Regions from separate parts of the Zea mays genome. Here all the other regions are linked to region 4. Evidence: chromatin contacts called from public Hi-C data. All regions are on one chromosome and are shown on one strand. The core of a region is the stretch at or near the end of the contact, and the rest is flanking DNA. Distances in the headings are between cores, read along the strand shown.

Region 1 (4,325 bases), core at 1,060-3,559, 330 kb after region 4:
AGATTGCCTTGACCTTTGTGGTCGGCTTTTGGAGGATTAGGGTTGAAAAAGACCCGGCCCTTTGTGGGCTCCTCAACGGGGAGTAGGATACCTTTGTGGTGTGGCCGAACCTCGAATTAAATCTTGTGTCTTGTGTTCTTGCTTGTTTTGACTTGAGATATTTTTACTTGCAAGGTTGACATAAAGATTTTTCCGTAGAGCTTATCTAGAAGTAAAATAGCCTCTACATATTCATCTTTTCATCCTCACTTAGCTATATCTTACTTCTCTCAAGAACTTGCGAAATACTTTTTCGAGTAGATTTTAGTCTAAAGTTTATAAAACAGTTGGATTGGTTCAGAGTGGTTCAACTTGCGCACGTAGCTGTTGAACCGGCCTGCACCAGTCGAACTGTGTATCTAACAATCTTTCGAAGTTTGTTGTGAAAATTTTCAGATTAGCCTATTCACCCCCCCTCTAGGCTACTTTCACTATGGCACCGAGGTACGTGCTGCGCTGGTACAACCCAGACAACGTGGCGCTGATGTGGCACCGAGCTCGGCGCCAAGGTCTATGGCGCCGAGCTCGGATATATAACAGCAAAGCTTGTCTAGCTCAGTTGGTAGAGTGCAAGACTTTTAACCTTAAAGTTGTGGGTTTGAGCCTTTGTCACTGGTAATGTAAGATTAACACAGTCACTTGTTTATAATATAAATATTTTTAACATTTTAAATGGTGTACTTCAGTTTTTAGTATATTATTTAATGTTTAAAATCACTTGTAATTAGCGAGAGGACGGAATCACCTAATTGACACTGTACACAACTTTTGTTTCGTTTGAGAGGACGGAATCACCTAGAATGTAGTTGATGTATGCTTCAGAGTTCATCATGTGAAGGTCCAGCACTTAGCGCTCTAGAAAGTCTCCTGGTTGTAGATTAGCAGTAATTGTCTTACCTTGCCTGAATTCGCTGATTTACGCCCGCATTCGGTCATGGACTGTGACTGACAGACTGATGCGGTCTGTGATTTGCGCCAGCCTGAAGATGATGCATCTGTTAATTTCCAAGATCTTTTACAGATATATGTACTTGCTCCGACGTTATGAAAAAAAACTTCTTTTGGCCTGGGCAGGGCAGAGTCAGTACCAGTATTACGAATCACGATTCACGAATCATATCTAAAAGCGAAGCATGCAAAGACCAAGCCGCGTCCCGGTGCAGTGTTTTATTTTAAGCCAAACCTGACGCTGAAGCATGCAAAGACCAAGCCGCGTCCCGGTGCAGTGTTTTATTTTAAGCCAAACCTGACGCTTTGCCTGGCAAGTAGATCGGCGAATCGGATCTCTGTATCGGTAGCGTGCCGTGAACGATGGCATGCTGCCAGAAACGTTTAATTTCTCCAAAACTGAGAATAAGACTCTATTTAATTAACGGAGATGAAATATGAGCGGTAGTCTTCTAGTCTGACCAAAAGAAAAGTCTGCTTTTGCCCGCGTCAAGTTATGTTAACCAATGGATTTAATGACGAGATAGGTGGAGAGATTATTATGAGTCTAAAATACTAATCCCACCACAACCTACTATGCGTACTTCTACGTAGTTAGTAGAAAAATCAGTCACAAAAACCCAGCATTTGTTTTTGTCCAAATAAACAAAAAAATCTAGATGATAAATAAATCTGGATGGACAAAACACCGACATAAACGAAAAATCTGGCAACAAAAAAATAAATTAGTGACAGACAAAAAATATTAATTAAAAGCCCACCATGGGGCTCGAACCCACAACCACAAGTTTAAAAGCTTTACACTCTACCGACTAAGCTAGACAGCATTTGTGATTGCACAGCCAAGCTCGGCACCAAGATCTATGGCGCCGAGCTTGGTGCCACGTCGACGCTACGACGTTCGGGTTGCGCCAGCGCAGCACGTACCTCGGCGCCATAGCCTATGGCGCCGAGCTGTGTTACCTCGGCGCCATGAGTTATGGCGCCGAGCAAAGAGTTCAAAAATGACATTAAAATTTTCTAGGGTCCGAACGTGATTTTTCTTTCGAGAAAGGGTCAAAATGAAAAAAATTCGGTGGCTGCGTGCACCTCAGCCGGCGCCCGCCTCCTTCCCCGGCGCCAAAACTAATCAAATTTCTCCCCCCGCGTGTGCCAACCGGAGCCAAAACGAAACTAGCAGCGAACCCCGCGGCGGCAAGGCTAAAAAACGCGCAAAACCCCGAGCGCTGCTCGCCTCCCGCCATTTCCTTCCCAAATCTACCTTATAAGCGCGCGTAGCCTTGGCAGCTCGACGCATCTTCGCCGCCGCTCAACGTTCCCCCCACGCCCCAACCTATCCACGCGAAACCTTCTTTCCCCCGGGAGACGATTCGTCAGGGAGAGGAAAGAGGCAAGAGGGGCCATGGACGCTGCCAAGTTGGTGACGCCGGTCGCTGTGTCTCACATTCTGGCGCACCCGTCGGCGGGCTCCGACGGCGCAGTGACCGATCTCGTCGTTCAGGTCCTCGACCTGAAGTCCGTCGGCACGGGCAGCCGGTTCAGGTGAGTTCTCACCTCATTTCCCTCCCTGCGCTGGATCTAGTATCTTTGCTAGTTTTCGTTACGTAGGGCGGCGGATCTGTTCTGTTCTTAGCGCAGTTGATATGGTTCTTGTCGGCCGGTCTGACGAGCCTTCCTTTGTTTGTATGTGTTGATGCCTTGCAGTTTCACAGCAACTGACGGGAAGGATAAGATCAAGGCGATGCTTCCCACCAACTTCGGGTCGGAGGTCCGCTCTGGCAACCTGAAGAACCTCGGCCTCATCCGCATCATCGACTACACTTGCAACGTCGTCAAAGGCAAAGATGACAAGTAAGTGCCCTCCATCCTTCTTTCGTCGCCATGAGAAGACTAATGTTGGCAACTGTTCTCGTATTCATCGTTTCCCTCGGTTTCCTGGACCACTGTGCTTTGTTTACCAGAGTCTTGGTTGTCATCAAATGCGAGCTTGTGTGCCAAGCGCTTGACGCCGAGATCAACGGCGAGGCCAAAAAAGAGGAGCCTCCAATTGTGCTGAAGCCTAAGGACGAATGCGTGGGCGTGACTCCCCCACTCGCTATGAAGCCCAAGCAGGAGGTGAAGTCTGCGTCCCAGATCGTGAATGAGCAGCGTGGAAAGTAAGTACCTGCAATCTGTTCGATTTTCTGCCGGAGTCTGTTGAGGATTCAGATTTACAGTTCTTTGTTACCCTTTGCGTGCAGTACTGCTCCTGTCAAGCCCCTTTCCATGACAAAGAGGGTCCATCCTTTGATCACTCTGAACCCCTACCAGGGTAACTGGGTCATTAAGGTGCGGGTCACGAGCAAAGGCAACCTGAGAACCTACAGGAATGCTCGCGGAGAAGGCTGTGTCTTCAATGTAGAGCTCACCGATGAGGATGTAAGCGGTCTGATGGCATTGTTCTCAAGTTTAAGTGTGTATTTTCATGAGTTGTCGCGGGTTCACGAACTGATATTATTTTTTTTTTGATTTTGTGTATGCACAGGGCACCCAGATCCAAGCCACCATGTTTAATGACGCTGCAAAGAAGTTCTATCCGATTTTTGAGCTGGGAAAGGTCTATTATGTCTCAAAAGGATCTCTTAGAATTGCTAACAAGCAGTTCAAGACTGTCCAAAATGACTACGAGATGTCACTAAACGAGAATGCTATTGTTGAAGAAGCAGAGGGGGAGACTTGCATTCCGCAAGTGCAATACAACCTTGTCAAGATTGATCAGCTAGGATCGTATGTCGGTGGCAGGGAGCTTGTAGGTATGTCAGTGATCTGAATTGAACTGGTATTTTATTTTTCCACGTTTGATGTATTGTCTCACTGTTGTATGTGTTACGTGTTATACTTCAGATATTGTTGGTGTGGTTCAGAGCGTATCTCCCACACTCAGTGTTAGGAGAAAGATTGACAACGAGACAATACCGAAGCGTGACATTGTTGTGGCGGATGACTCGTAAGTAGCACTTGATCTTTTTTTACCTTGTTGATAGGTCGGAATACAAATTCTCTAATCACAAATATAAGTCTATCTGAGAAAGTCAAGTAGTCCTAATCGACTCATTTCATTTCTTGCAGTGGCAAAACTGTTAGCATCTCTCTTTGGAATGATCTTGCTACTACGACCGGCCAAGAGCTTTTGAACATGGCTGACAGTTCGCCTGTTGTTGCGATAAAGAGCCTAAAAGTGTCTGACTTCCAAGGTATGCAATCAAATCTCTGTTCAATCTTCACTGGAAACCAGTTGCTTACTGAGTGTCGTGATAACTGTGGCGCTGCAATTTTTCTTGCAGGCGTGTCTCTTTCTA
Region 2 (4,677 bases), core at 1,812-4,311, 420 kb after region 4:
CACCAGAAGCAAACTCCTGATGGAGTAACTTTTGTCTATTGGGCACAGGTTCTGCAGAATTTCCATGGGCATGTGCTCTGGATCGACCAAAAGGAGACAGTGTATTCATGTGTTCTGCTGTTGTGGAAACAGAACCAACTGCATTAGGGCTTACAGGAGGCCCAATATCTAGACTTGGATCTGTTTTATCAAAGGTAGATGCAAATGGATTGTAGTGGGGTTTGATAGACGATTTAGTCAAATCGGCATCAGATAAGGGACCAATATTGTTACTGACTGGTAGATTTGATGGATATCTCTGGAAAGAGGGATAAACCAAGTTACTTCCTGAATCAAGATTCCCAGGAGGTTGATGCTGACCATATGGAGGCCGATGAGATGAATAGGATAGACCAACACCACCAGAATACTCTGGCCATCTGTTATGATGAGGTACTGGAGCATTCTCAACAGGAATGGTAGAAGGCTGCTGGTTAGAAGGAACTGCTGGTGGGAGAGTATGATGATGGAAATCGAATGGTCTAGGATGAGACACATCTTGTGGAGGGTAGCTTCTCATCTGGTTCTGCAAGAATTCATTTGCTGGTGCAACAACTTTATGGTGGAACTGCATTTGAGGGAATTCTGATGTTGCAAATGATGGCTGTCCTGGTAGCTGAATCATATTTGAGGATGGCATGTGTTCAGGAGGACTCAAACTCTGAGGATGAGACTGGAGATGTTTAGATGTCATGGAGCTCTTGGTAGTTTCTACAGACACATATGGGACACCTGCAGCAGGTTGGTTCGTAAGAATTGGGCCACCTGCTGATGAAGACACATTTAAGTCTGATAGAGACTCAGATGGGGGGCATGGCATTTGCATCTTATGAGTAGCACCAGCAGCCATTAGTTGTGAATGCTCAGAAATTAAATTGTCACTGTGACAATGCTGCCCAAGGGCAACACCAACCGCAGCAGCATCTCCCACTTTACCAATTAAATCATTAGAAGAACTATCCAATTTTGATGTCAATGACAGGCCCTCTTGCTGAACAACTCTACCTTCTGAATCATTACCATCATCAGCAGAATGGAGACGCTTAGCAAATGGTGGCCTGCTCTGCTTTCCAGGTGAAGAACTGAAAGAAATTTAATACTTTTAGACTTCCAAAGGAAACAAGATATACATATCGGATGCCATAACTTATAACAAATCTAAAATACGGAAATACAATTACACAGATGAACTGATGCATCTATTTAAAATTCAAGGTAGGTACAAGGCAGAGGCACCATACCTTTGGGATGGACTGCTCTTGTTTGCCCCCACTGGACTACCACTTCTACCCTGAGGTGAGATGCTCCGGGTTCGTTTCTTTTGTATCCTCCCATGCCTTTTACTACTTTGACCTCCCTCAATTTCACTGCCACTTGTATCTTCTTTGGCCAGATGCCCAAGTACATCTGTGCCATGCTTCACTGGGTTGCTCTCAACCTTGAGATGATAATTTTCAGCCTTACCATTTTGCTCAGTGCCATGAGGGGTATTCACATTTCCTTTTGCATTAACATGTTTCTGATAATCAAACTCAGTATTACTATCACTTAAATGACCATGCAGGTTATCTTCAGGCAATGTCACAAGGGTATTAGCACTGCCAGGACCAGCATCAGCCTCATTTGCACTGTCATCGGAGCCATAACCTTGTATCAGTTGGAATGTGCTCCCACCGTCCTCAGTTGCATGCGCAGTTTTAGCATTGTCCTCAGTTGCATCCGCAGTTTTAGCATTGTCCTCAGTTGAAACATCACTGAACTTTGACACATTAACATTTCCAGTACATTCAACAGTCACAGGCAAAGAAGTTTCTGGGGTAAGGGGCTGCTTTGATGGAGAGTCCTCATCCCCTGGAAATTGCATTACAAAGTCAATGTTTAGAAACATGTCGAAGTGAAAAATAATCTAAAATGCCAAAGTCAGGTACAACATTCATGCACAGTGATGTTTTTCACCGTATGGACTATCAGATGACATTGCTGTGACACCAAATGCAGCAGTGTAAATAATGTGCAAGTTTCAAACAGAGTAATAGTATCACTGTACTGAGATAGGGGAGGGAAAGGGGAGTGCTAACCATCCATGTCCATATCTGAGTCATCAGAAACAATTAGCTGAGTAGCTGCTTCCAGAGTTTTGGCAAAACGACCACCTTCAGATGCACCTTCTTTTGCTTCTGCCTCTGCGCCGCATGACTGTGCAACAACAAGTGTGTGAGGAGGAGAATATGATGCTGCTGCTGCTGCTTCTGGTGGTGGTGGTGGTGGTGGTGGTGGTGGAGAAGGAGGAGGAGGAGGAGGCAGAGATGGAGGCAGCACATTATCATGAACAAAGCCAGGCGGCCGAGGTGGAGGTGGAGGGAGGGGCGGATACTGTGGAGGGGCCTGATGCATAGCTTGTTGCGGAGGCAGCGACCCTGGCATTGGCATCGACCCATAACCTCTCTGCTGTGGCGGAAGCATTGGCATCTGGTGCATCCGACCATGCTGCGCAAAGGGGTATGGCTGGTTCTGATGTGGCAGCACGCCATGCTGGTACGGCCCAGCCGGAGGCCGCACTCCAGGGTGCTGTGGGTAAGGTGGCCGAGGCGGTGGCACAGGTTGCTGGGGGAAGGACCCAGTTACCCCAGCTTGCTGCTGGGGCGGAGGCGGGCCATGGCGATAGTGTGGATTGAAGCTCCCTCCCTGCCCGTACATCTCTAGCTCGACAATCAATCCCTCGCGCGAAACTTCCTGGAAAGTTGAAATTTTAATCAGACCTCGTCAACAGTAAGCGCCCGATTAAAACCAAAACAAAACTACGCGCGATAACGCGATTGGCATAATGAAATCACCTCAAAAACTCCAAACCCTAGATCAAACCTAAGCAGGGATCGAACCAATAGTAGTAGCATCGCCACTGACAGAGCAAAGAACGAGGAGGAGGAGAGCTCCGCGATTACCTGCTACGAGTACGGAAACGAGACCCGCTGCGTCCTGGGGGAGGCTCGGATTCGGGTCGGAGCGGAACCCCGGCTCCTCGCTATGGCCTGAGACCCTCTGGGGGGCCCGGCGCGGCGAGGGGAGGTCGAGCGACGACGGCGCTAGGTCGCTGGGGTAGGTTAGGATTGCGAGATTTTGGTTTCGCGGTGCGGCACGGGGCCACGAGGATGACCCGGCGCCGATGGAGTGAGCAATTAGCAAGGACGGGTCCGTGCGACGAAGGTCTTTGGGTTTACAACGGGAGGAGAGCGCAATGACGGCGATAGAATAGAAACCACATCTTGGGAGAATCTCGGCCGCAAATGGATCGGACGGAAGTTGGGAATGAATAAAGGCCGCAATGACGGCGATACAAATTATGAGGTTAAGCAGTTCCGAACACTCTATTAAAGTACTTTAAAAAATTTAGAGGTTTAAACTTTAGAAAAGAGAATCAAACCGATTCTGACATTCCTTACCGCAAAGACAGTTGTGCCTACACTACACTTGCATTTTTTACGAACCCTGGTTCTTCTATTCGAAGACTTCATCAATATTTCTTCTTGCGGGGACTTCAAAGTAGTATTTGCACAACAGCCAACTCTACTATTATCATTTTAATGCGGTCGTTATTTTAATTGTCCTGATGGGATACGTTGCCAAGTGCCCAAGCAAAGCTACTTGAACGGCTTCGCTTTCAGATTTTCAGCACAGTAAAAAATTTGCCCGGGAGCACAGTAAAATTGCAATGCATACGCCAAGAGCAAGCAAAGTTACTTCAATAGCATCATATTTGACAAGGTACAAAATTGCAGAGTTACAGGATTTTCTCATAACAAGGTACTACAAAATTGTCACGTCAACGTGTGCTTTGTTAGAAACATAAAAGGTCTCCAATGTGTAAACTCCTTGCAGCCCAAACAAATAAAAAAACTGTGCTCTTTGCACCGGCTTAGAAAGCACAATGGAGCTGCCCTTATGCACCAACATCGATGATTACAAAACTTTCTTTTCAGCAAAAGAACCAATGGCTTCATCACCAACAATAAGGTACAGAACAAATAGGGAAACTCCAGCAGAGAAATGACTAAACATAGATCATAGTATCACCGTCACCGAACTGTATGAGATAGATGCTTTCGTATAGGAAGTATTCAATGCAGGTATATTTGCCATCCTATCATAACAATTTTGCGTTACAAATGGAAGTGGTAGTATAGTAATAAAGAATTGCACAGTGATAATTAGGTCCCCTCCATGACTTCTAATATCTAAAACATGGGATTTTGTAGCTCCTAGTTCATGACTACATTCATCCATATGCTTCTTCCCAAGTACTAGTCAATACAAAAACGCTCAGGTGAGGCTGTCCTCTTTCCGAGTACTAGCCATATGCTTCTTTGTAGTTGTACTTTCTTTGTAAGGTTTATGAACTCTCTTGAACTCCCTGCATCTGCAGCAATTTCTGCTGCTCCTCGTCGTTCTCTTCCTTCGGCTCAACCTTGGGTGCCTTCGGTTTCGTGGTGGATTGCTGATAGAGCACACCACCTGACATGCATATCAAGAGCCCAATGGTACCCACAAAAGAGGCATGCTTGTCCCAGATAAGCAAATTAATCACAACAGTTAGGAGCTTGTTCACTATGCCAAGCACTGTGAACCCAGTAGCAGAAATAG
Region 3 (4,665 bases), core at 1,670-4,169, 260 kb before region 4:
ATAAGTCTTATTAGTTTGACTATTCTGCAGTAGATTTACCAAGTATACACAGGCATGGGGGCTCAGTATTTCAAATTGAAGTACAAAACAAAACTCCCTCTCTTTATTGTTTACATGGAGAAAAAAGAACCATCAGTTTGATATGTAAATAAAGATCAGAAATTCAGAATGAAGCCAACTTTCGTCATCAAAATTCAAAAACTATCAGAGCAATGGCAAACAAAAATGCTAACTCCTGGTTTCAATTGCAACAAGTGTAAGGGGTTAGAATTGTGCCAATAACATAGTTGTCACTAACAGACCCAACTGCAACACCTTGTGTAGCGCTTATATACAAGTTTATGTGAGCTGGGAGAATTTAATAGGAAGAGAAGGCAGAACACTAAAAACATACCTAGAGAATGTAGATAGTGTGTATCTAAGGTATGTTTATTTGTCTTACTTTTCGAGGAATTTTAACAAATAAATTAGCTGTGTACACATTTCTTTCATGACTACGGATACGGATGGCATATATAACTACACAATATGTATAGGATAAAATATTATTTCAGGCAATTTATGGATACTTCACCAAAGGTAGAAATACAACAGTAACCTTAGCAACAGCATAGACACCAAAAAGACCAGTGTCCTTGTAATTCATGTTGAATGACATTACACTCTCAGCAATGTCATTGATTGCTGCTTTCTGTACAAGCTCCGAACTGTAAACAGTAAAGCAGGGTAACATAGCAAAGATATGGTCAGTAACAGACTATGGAAAAATGAGGATCAGGCCTGTACACATGATAGCGAAAACAAAGAACAAAAAAAAAGAGTGAACTTACCCCATGTGCTTTCCTCCACCAGCACTCTTGTTCCATGAACCAAGCATTGATTGCATAACCATCAGTGCAACAGAATCAGGATCTACCCATGATGCTCCATTGAAAGCAACAGCAAATTGAGCAAGGGGCATGTCATCGTCAATGATTCGAACCTACCAAGAGAGCATACAATGGTGAAATAATGTGGGTTCATGAAAAATAGCACAACTAAGTATAGAGTGAAAAATTGCAGAACCCACCTCAGAACCCGTGAAAGAGGCTGGTTGCTTAGCGACCAACATGTTTGTTGTTGTAGGGTCAGTTGATAGCTTATTGAACAACTTCTTTGCCTGCTCAACAATGTCTTCATGTTTCACATTGCCTGCAGCTGTGATAACCTGAAACGTGTAAAAGTACTTCCATCATACTCCAATAACAGGAACATAAAATGGTGCAGAAGCAACACAGTTGAAATCATGTACCATTCTAGGAGCTGTATAATGAGTTGCAATGTAGTTCTCAAGGTCCTCTTTGGTGATTGACTTGACATTCTCTGCAGAACCCAAGATTGGTCTGCCAAGAGATGTATATTGGAATGCAGTTGCATGGAGATGATCAAATATAACTTCCTCAGACTGTCCCTCAACCTATGCAAGGAAGAAATAGACCGAAGAATTATGTGAAGAATTTCGTAGAACACATACATTTTACTGTACAGAACACCTTGGCTGGTTAAACAAATTGAGAATTACTAACAAGCAAAATTGTAAGGTTTGATGAATGTATTGAGCAAAGGATCCAAAACAAATTGCTTAAGAGACTCGGGTATACTGATAACACTCTGGCGTTAAGTGTCGATGTGTGCAACGGCTAGATGTCTTCAACTCTTTCATCTCCTTGTCACTTGAACAAATATTTTTTCACTCAGCTCTTTAACTTCTCAACGAGTTTAAGAGGAACAAACACCTAGCAGACTACTCACCTCACCTCCCTACTCTAAATTTTCCAGAAAATTCTCACATGTCAAAATGCATAGTCCTCATTATGATATAGCTTTAAGATTAGTAGAAATGTTAACAGCAAACCAGAAAGATCTTCATCACACGCCATAGAAGACATAGTGCATCTTATCTGAGGTAAATAAAACCATATTCATTAAGACGATAAAAACTTTCTCGGTGAAAAGTTCAACAGTTAACCATAGAGAGCAATGAGCATAGATAGAACAAATGCCTGATTAGTGATTATTACCCGAACTGGTTGACACAGCACAAAAAATGAGAATTTTGAATAAAAAGATATCTATAAGACTACAAAATCAGGGTGCATACCTCCCCCATCTCTCGTAGGATCACTTCGCGCTCACGTTCAATGCGGGCCTGGTCGAGATTAGAGTTCTGGAGGATGTCCGAGAGGACCTCCATCGCACGGGGCACGTCCTTGTCAAGCACCTTGGCGTAGTAGGTCGTCTGCTCCCGCGACGTGTACGCATTAAGGTGGCCACCCATGTCCTCGATCTCCAGCTCCAGCTGCGCGGCGCTGCGCTTCCCCGTGCCCTTGAACAGCATGTGCTCGACAAAATGCGCGACGCCGACCGCCTCCTCGTTCTCGTACCTGCTGCCCGCATCGATCCACACGCCGACCGTAGCCGTGCGCGCGGCGAGGGAAGACTCCGTGGCGATGCGCAGGCCGTTGGGCAGTGTGGTGACCCGGGTCTCTGGCGCCGCAAGGATGGCCATGTGGTCCGCGTGGGACGGCACGGGGCTGGCGTAGCGGAGGAAGCGCGGGTCTGGGTGCTCGAGCCGCCGGAGCCTGGCGTTGACGGCGTCGGCGATGCGGTCATACGGCATCACGGGAGCGCGCACCGCGGTCGCATCGGGGGCGAGCACACCTGGCGCCGCAGCGACGGCCGTGGAGGCCTCGCGCGCGTTCCCGGCCGCCGCGGCGGCCACGGCCGAGCGGCGGCGCACCGCGGTGGATAGGATGCGGCGGAACGCCATCACAGCGGATCTGATGCTGTGCTCACGCCGGCAGCGGCGGCGGAGACGGAGATCTGCCTGGAGTAGGGTTTGGGTTGCGATGGATTGGGAGATGGGAAGAAGAAATCGAGAGGGGCAGAGGGTGGAGAAGATGCCGGGCTGCCCAAGGGTCCCTTAGCTTAAGAGGGGGGAAGGGGCACGTGTCATAGAGAAAGGCTACGCCATTCTACTATTGTTTTGAGAGGCTTTGCCTTGTGTGGACATGAAATATACCGAACATGATATAGCCTCCGTTTGGTTATAGACTAAAATTTAGTTAGAAGACTAAAGTTAGTCTCTATCCTATTTATTATATAGACTAAAACTATTTAAAACATATTAAATGAATCATAATAGGACTAAAATACCACTTAACATTCTCACGTTATAGTGCAACTGAAATAAAGGGGCAAAAATTAGAATTTATATGATTTAATCTCTTTTAGTCACTACTTGAGGGACTAAATACTAAAACAATTTAGTCTCTATTTTAGTCATACGGTTTGGTAAATTAGAGAGTAAATATAACTAAAATGGATGAACTAATCTTTAGTCCCTCAAACTAAACGGGGGCTAAGGCCATGTTTGGTCTCTTTAGTCTAGGGACTAAACTTTAGAGACTAAAATTAGTAAGAATATACTAAATAACTTATAAGAAGACTAAAATGACCTTTAACATTCTCCTGCTATTAGTACAATTGTACTAAATGAGTGACAAATGTAGAATTAATATGATTTAGTCTCTTTTAGCTACCTCTTGAGGGACTATGGACTAAAGCAGTTTAATTCTACCGTTTAACAATTTAGAAATTAAATGAGACTAAAATGTTTTAGTCCCTCAAACCAAACGGGACCTAAGACTAATCGGGCTGGACGTTAAGCTAAGCATTATTGGTTGCTCTGAAAGTCAGGGTCGTGCCTGAGCAGGCTGGGCCCTGAACGATTCCATTGTGTGACCTGGAGTTTCCGTGAGTACATGCATTTTTTTATGAACACATTCCATTGACATCAACATAATAACATTCAACTTGACCAGTTTTATTGAAAAATACACTCACGACAAATTAGATTTATAAATTGCATTATAATTATAATATTAATATATGTTTTCATAATAGATTTATTTCGTAAGGTAGATGTAAATTTAGTCGAAGTTAGATGAGTCTGATATAAACGGTTCGTGTTGACCATGGGTTTTTCGCGCGAGGAACGAGTGCACATGTAATGAACATGTTGGAGTGCAGAAATTTAATTGTGCAAAGTTTCAGTTTGCTACACCTACACTTATGCCCATACACAACCAAGTCAGCAACAGCAACAGATTACTCGACTATTCATCTGAAGTCAATAATGTACCACCGAAATTCATCTTTGAATTTCTTGATCAGTTTCTTGGGCAGCAAAATTCCAACCTTGGTGGGATTGCATCTGAAGCACAGAGCCAACGATTTGCATATGCATGTACATAACAGAAATTAGAGGCCAGGCGATCCGAGCAAAGCTGAAAAACACGCCTGATAGCAATTTCTTCACATATGGAAGACGACGAATCAAGAATGACGAAGACAGGGATGGAAACATTTTTTGGATCATGTGTGTTGATGCTCTGTACTTCTCGATTGCCATAGTGGATGTTGGCACTGCTGTTGTGGATTCAGCTTTCCAAGCTCCATACATTGCTGTCGACAGTAACTGTCAGCCACCATTGACACATAACCAAGCATGGTGAGCATGCTTTGCACAAATAAATAAATACAGTGGCTCGGGAAACAAGTTTTGTGCACAAATATGCCAACTTAGTTATATTTTTGACAGTAAAAACTCACCAGGATATCTTT
Region 4 (4,324 bases), core at 729-3,228:
AGAAAATAGAGTGCTTACCAATCGCTCCAGCGATAAAATGTGACCAGTGTCCACTTAGATTAGGATTAGCAATCTCCAACCATGCTTTGGTTGATTCAATAATACCGAAATATGTAGCGCCAGTCGCAAGAGATCCAGTAACACCTGGGCTGATTCCTCTGTAAAAACCTGAAAACAGGTCAACCGCAATAGTTATCAAGATCACTATTGATGCCTATTAGTGTAGAACTGTGTATTTTTTGGCAGTTACTGAGCTCATGTGCTTTGAAACTTTTTAGTTTGTTTTAAATTAAAAGAAGACAGCATGAGCTCTCAACTTTCCCTTTTTAATTTTCATTCCCTAACCTCTTAGACCATCAGAAGCCCAAACTGTCCTGACCATCTGGAATATATTCTTCTGAGCCTTGTAGGAATAGATGAAGAAAAGTTCAACAACCATGTATCAAAATCGTGCATTACGATTGTAAGTGTTAAACTTTATGTGAACAAGCAAAGTTGAAACAATCTCACACCTTAGCCCCTGTCATTATAGCTTGACTCTGAAGCCTTGTTTTCAGAGTGTCAACTGGATGCATCATGCCTTCCCCAAATGCACCTGCCATTCCTCCCCAGACAAATTCTCTCCACACTGCACCATAAGTTAGGTCTCAGTATAATTTCAGTGCACATTCTGGAAAGTGTGCTATACTTCCTGGTAACTGATACAAATGCAGGTCCCTATTTATGGTCTACCTTGTTGATAATCTGGTAAAATTAATAATGGAAAATATAGACAAATTTACCCTCGCCGTTTAAGAATGAAATAAATAACTAATCTAAAAAAATATATCTGCAATGTACTTGTTGAAGAGCATTTTACTGAATAACCACCCAATGGAAAACAAAACATAATAAATATGCACAAGTAGTCTCTTTTGCGTCAAGAAAATCCCAGATTTAGTTCGATCAACATTTAAACTCACGAGGCCAAAGTACTAAGCTCCAGTATGCTTCAACCTCTCACCATGAGAACACTCAATTTCCCACTGTACCTTGCCATCAACCAACCATGCGTTTGGTTGCAATGACAGGACGGGATGGGATGGGACGATCCCTTAAATTAGGTTGTTTGGTTCTGGGTCAAGGGTTGGGACATGACTATCCAGTGTTGTCCCCTGTTGTCCCTCAAAATTAGAGGGACGAGAGATGACGTAAGGGGACGACCCTGTCCTAGCTGTCCCGCAACCAAACGCACCCCAAATTAGCAAAGTTGAGTATTAGCTCAATCTGACCACCAATCCAAGGGTTGGAAGAGAAAATCTTAAGCGGACAGGATTGGAAGAAAAAAGAATAAGCAGGGAAAGTAAGAGATTTGGCGCATGCTTTGAACATGCAAGTGAAAGTTACAGAGAACTAATTTAGCTAATAAAATGCTTTGAACAGCTCCCGCCATGCAGACTACTTTAGCGAAGATGAAAAATGACCGCACTTTCACCCTTACTTTTGAGAATAAATGGGCAATCCATCGTCAAAACAATAAGCTACCATTAAATAACAGAGCGTGCTAAATTATATGATACATCAATTGTCATAACAGAATCATAAGTTGGCTGTGTGCAGTCGCAGAAACAAGTCATTTTTCTAACCAAAAAGAAAGTAGGCAAGGACAAGTGGTTACCCATTTCCCAACAAGTATAATCAGCTAATCACAATTTAACATCAACCAGATCGAGATCCTAAGTCTCAACCTCACATTTTATCAACCATCCGTTCCCACTCTGTCTGAGGCGGAGGGGGAAAAGGCGGGCACTTACTGAAATAGTTGGGGAGGTGGGGAGACGGCGCTGAGGGGGACAGGCTCTGGCCGCTAACTCCGGGGGCGGCATGGGGAGAAGACGGAGACGCCGCCATGGTCGCCGACGCGTGAGATTCTCGATGAGGTCTAGTATAAAGCAGGTCGAAAGGTTTAGGGTTTAGAACGGCGCGCCATGGACACGGCTTTGGTCACGTTTCTGCCACGAGAAGGCAGGAGTGCACTACCTATATAATATCAAACTACGTGAGTGACCGTGTGTTACAACGGAAACATATAATATCACGATAAATTATGTATAAATATGTGTTATATTGTTATTTTAATCTAACTATTTCACCAGCACATTGCAACCATTAGTTCTATATATAATAGTAGAGTGTCATGCATTGCGATAGAATATAAATCATTTAATGAAATATTAATTCATAACGATTACATGAAAATGAACTATATATATATATATTGTCATCAACCTCGCTAAAATCTTTACCAACAACTAATACTGAACCGATTTTGATGGTGATTTGTGTCATATTTATCACACTTTTGATTGTTTAGGGTTTATGGTTTTAGGGTTTAGGACAAATGTGTGTTATATTGTTATTTTAATCTAACTATTTCACCAGCACATTGCAACCATTAGTTCTATATATGATAGTAGAGTGTCATGCATTGCGATAGAATATAAATCATTCAATGAAATATTATTTGTTCTAGTTAGTTGCTCGTGCGTTGCGACGGTACACGAACACCGCTGATAAAAGCATTAGTAGTAATTAATTTTGGATCACTTCATGAGATGTGCTCTCCCGACAGGAGGAAAAGGAGGAAAGACTCATTCATTTTTTATTCATCAATTAGAACAAAGTAGAATAAGCAACTAAACACCGTACATGTTCATATATCAAACCCATATATTGTCTAATAGCTACACATGTGGTCAACAAAATATTATTAATCAATTAAGAGATTTCCTATGGATGTGCGATGTGTCAATACTAATACGCCATTTTTTCCTCAAAAACAATGATATAGGGAGATGCTATTTTGTAAACATTAGTAAAGATTTGTAAATAGTTTATATTGGCTAATTATTGATAATAGTTATCTTTGGATATTCTGCATCGTGCCTCTGACATAGTAGTCGACGGCCTGCTGCAAGGGCCTTGTACTCCATGACAGTGGCCATGTCCCACTTGAGTGTGCCTAACACGGCGCACGCTCCACATGTGTATGTGCCGAACCTGATCAGCGGTGAATCCCCAATGCGCCCGAGCATCTTGCTCATCAACCTGTGGACATGGCTGCCGCACACCCCAACGTCTCCTATGCGTACACACTGATGGGCAACCCGTTCATCACCATGCCCGCCTTGTGTACGTTCTCGTTGTCCACGCTGTTCGCGCTCGCGTTGCATTTGTCCATCCCCATCGGTGGGATGAGGTAATCGAACTACGCGAGCGCGAAAAGTAGGAAAAGCCATCTTTTCTTCTTTAAGATCTTCGTCTTCCACACTATAATATAATAATCAAGGATAAGAGTTGTAATTCATGAGTCACTTCTATACTATACTAATCCCTGCTCGTCCCTAGATTCGGAACAACCAAGGCAAGTATAATGAATAGAATATAACCGGGAGTTCCTCATGAATTAGTCGTTTCTCGCTTGAAAAGAATAGAAAAGAGAATATAAATCCAGCATCTGATTCTGCTACAAAGCATATCCATCCTCCTACCATACCAAGCCATAGTTCCTTCGTTGCGGAATCGAAGGATAAGAGTTGTAACGTGACGAATATAAGAAGGCGGGATCCTACCCTCCACTCACTTCTCAAAGGACAAGACAGAACAACCATGGTTGATGAGCAAGATGAGGAGTAAGAAAATGATGGACAACCTCTTTCCTCGGCCGAACACCCTATTGATGCATTTAAGGGGAACATGTTATATGAATAATAAATGTAGAAAAGGGAAGAAAAAAGGAAAATCACAACTTGCTCCCGTATTCTTTTACTTGTATACCCTCCTTTTTCTTCCTAAATTCAGGGTTACGTTCTACGTTCACGCGCATGTGCAGTTAGGCTTCCACCGACAACCGTATTAGCATTTCTTTTCTCCCAGAGAAGTTCCCTCTCTCTGTTCCCGATGCGATCAGCTCAACTCTTCTTCCACTCCTCGGCGGCGCGGTCGGTGCCCGCGAGGTAGGCCTTCTTCCTCCTCTTGGCGCGCGCGCAGGCGCACACGATTGCGAAGCAGGCCGCGTACACGGCGTACACGCGCCAGTTGGCGTGGGGCGCGGCCCCTGCCGCGGCGCGGTGGAAGACAGCGGCGGCGAGGCCGACCACCATCTACCCAAGCCCGAGGGCCTTGGCGGCATCCCGTTTCGTCGTCCTCGGGGAGGTGGTGCCCGAGAAGACAGCGACGAGGTCCACCATCTGGAGCACGAGGTAGGCCATGAAGCCGAGTGACTGTGCGGCCTGCGTCCAGGCGAGGCGGCGGAGGAGGCCGCGTGGACGAGGCGCAGTGGCTC

The links. Hi-C and Micro-C count contacts between places; a contact is called where the count stands out from the background.
Region 1: a contact with region 4 is called in a Hi-C map of ear, with 2.0 times the contacts expected there. The contact joins the promoter of LOC100280726 here to the promoter of LOC100282042 in region 4. A contact is called at or near these places in 2 of 25 Hi-C or Micro-C datasets (ear and tassel).
Region 2: a contact with region 4 is called in a Hi-C map of ear, with 3 times the contacts expected there. The contact joins the promoter of LOC100383458 here to the promoter of LOC100282042 in region 4. A contact is called at or near these places in 2 of 25 Hi-C or Micro-C datasets (ear and tassel).
Region 3: a contact with region 4 is called in a Hi-C map of ear, with 1.8 times the contacts expected there. The contact joins the promoter of LOC100191520 here to the promoter of LOC100282042 in region 4. A contact is called at or near these places in 2 of 25 Hi-C or Micro-C datasets (ear and tassel).

The regions. Positions count from the first base shown.
Region 1 is chr1:26,279,822-26,284,146 of Zm-B73-REFERENCE-NAM-5.0, forward strand. LOC100280726 reads left to right here and starts at 2,310. Exons shown (of 12, transcript NM_001397571.1): 1 at 2,310-2,529; 2 at 2,692-2,838; 3 at 2,949-3,143; 4 at 3,228-3,405; 5 at 3,512-3,779; 6 at 3,871-3,973; 7 at 4,096-4,220; 8 at 4,311-4,325. The coding sequence starts at 2,390.
Region 2 is chr1:26,370,676-26,375,352 of Zm-B73-REFERENCE-NAM-5.0, forward strand. It overlaps LOC100383458, which reads right to left and starts at 3,062. Exons shown (of 7, transcript NM_001176106.1): 1 at 2,982-3,062; 2 at 2,118-2,772; 3 at 1,281-1,890; 4 at 1-1,121. The coding sequence starts at 2,736. It overlaps LOC100273068, which reads right to left. Exons shown (of 3, transcript NM_001147517.1): 3 at 4,146-4,677. The coding sequence ends at 4,427.
Region 3 is chr1:25,687,476-25,692,140 of Zm-B73-REFERENCE-NAM-5.0, forward strand. It overlaps LOC100191520 (putative mitochondrial-processing peptidase subunit beta mitochondrial), which reads right to left and starts at 2,920. Exons shown (of 9, transcript NM_001136951.1): 1 at 2,141-2,920; 2 at 1,292-1,456; 3 at 1,070-1,207; 4 at 831-982; 5 at 599-707. The coding sequence starts at 2,809. LOC100279890 (TPX2 (targeting protein for Xklp2) protein family) reads right to left here. Exons shown (of 9, transcript NM_001152842.1): 8 at 4,654-4,665; 9 at 4,080-4,519. The coding sequence ends at 4,417.
Region 4 is chr1:25,949,168-25,953,491 of Zm-B73-REFERENCE-NAM-5.0, forward strand. It overlaps LOC100282042, which reads right to left and starts at 1,979. Exons shown (of 9, transcript NM_001154955.2): 1 at 1,794-1,979; 2 at 513-628; 3 at 346-397; 4 at 19-168. The coding sequence starts at 1,890. It also overlaps the pseudogene LOC103644511.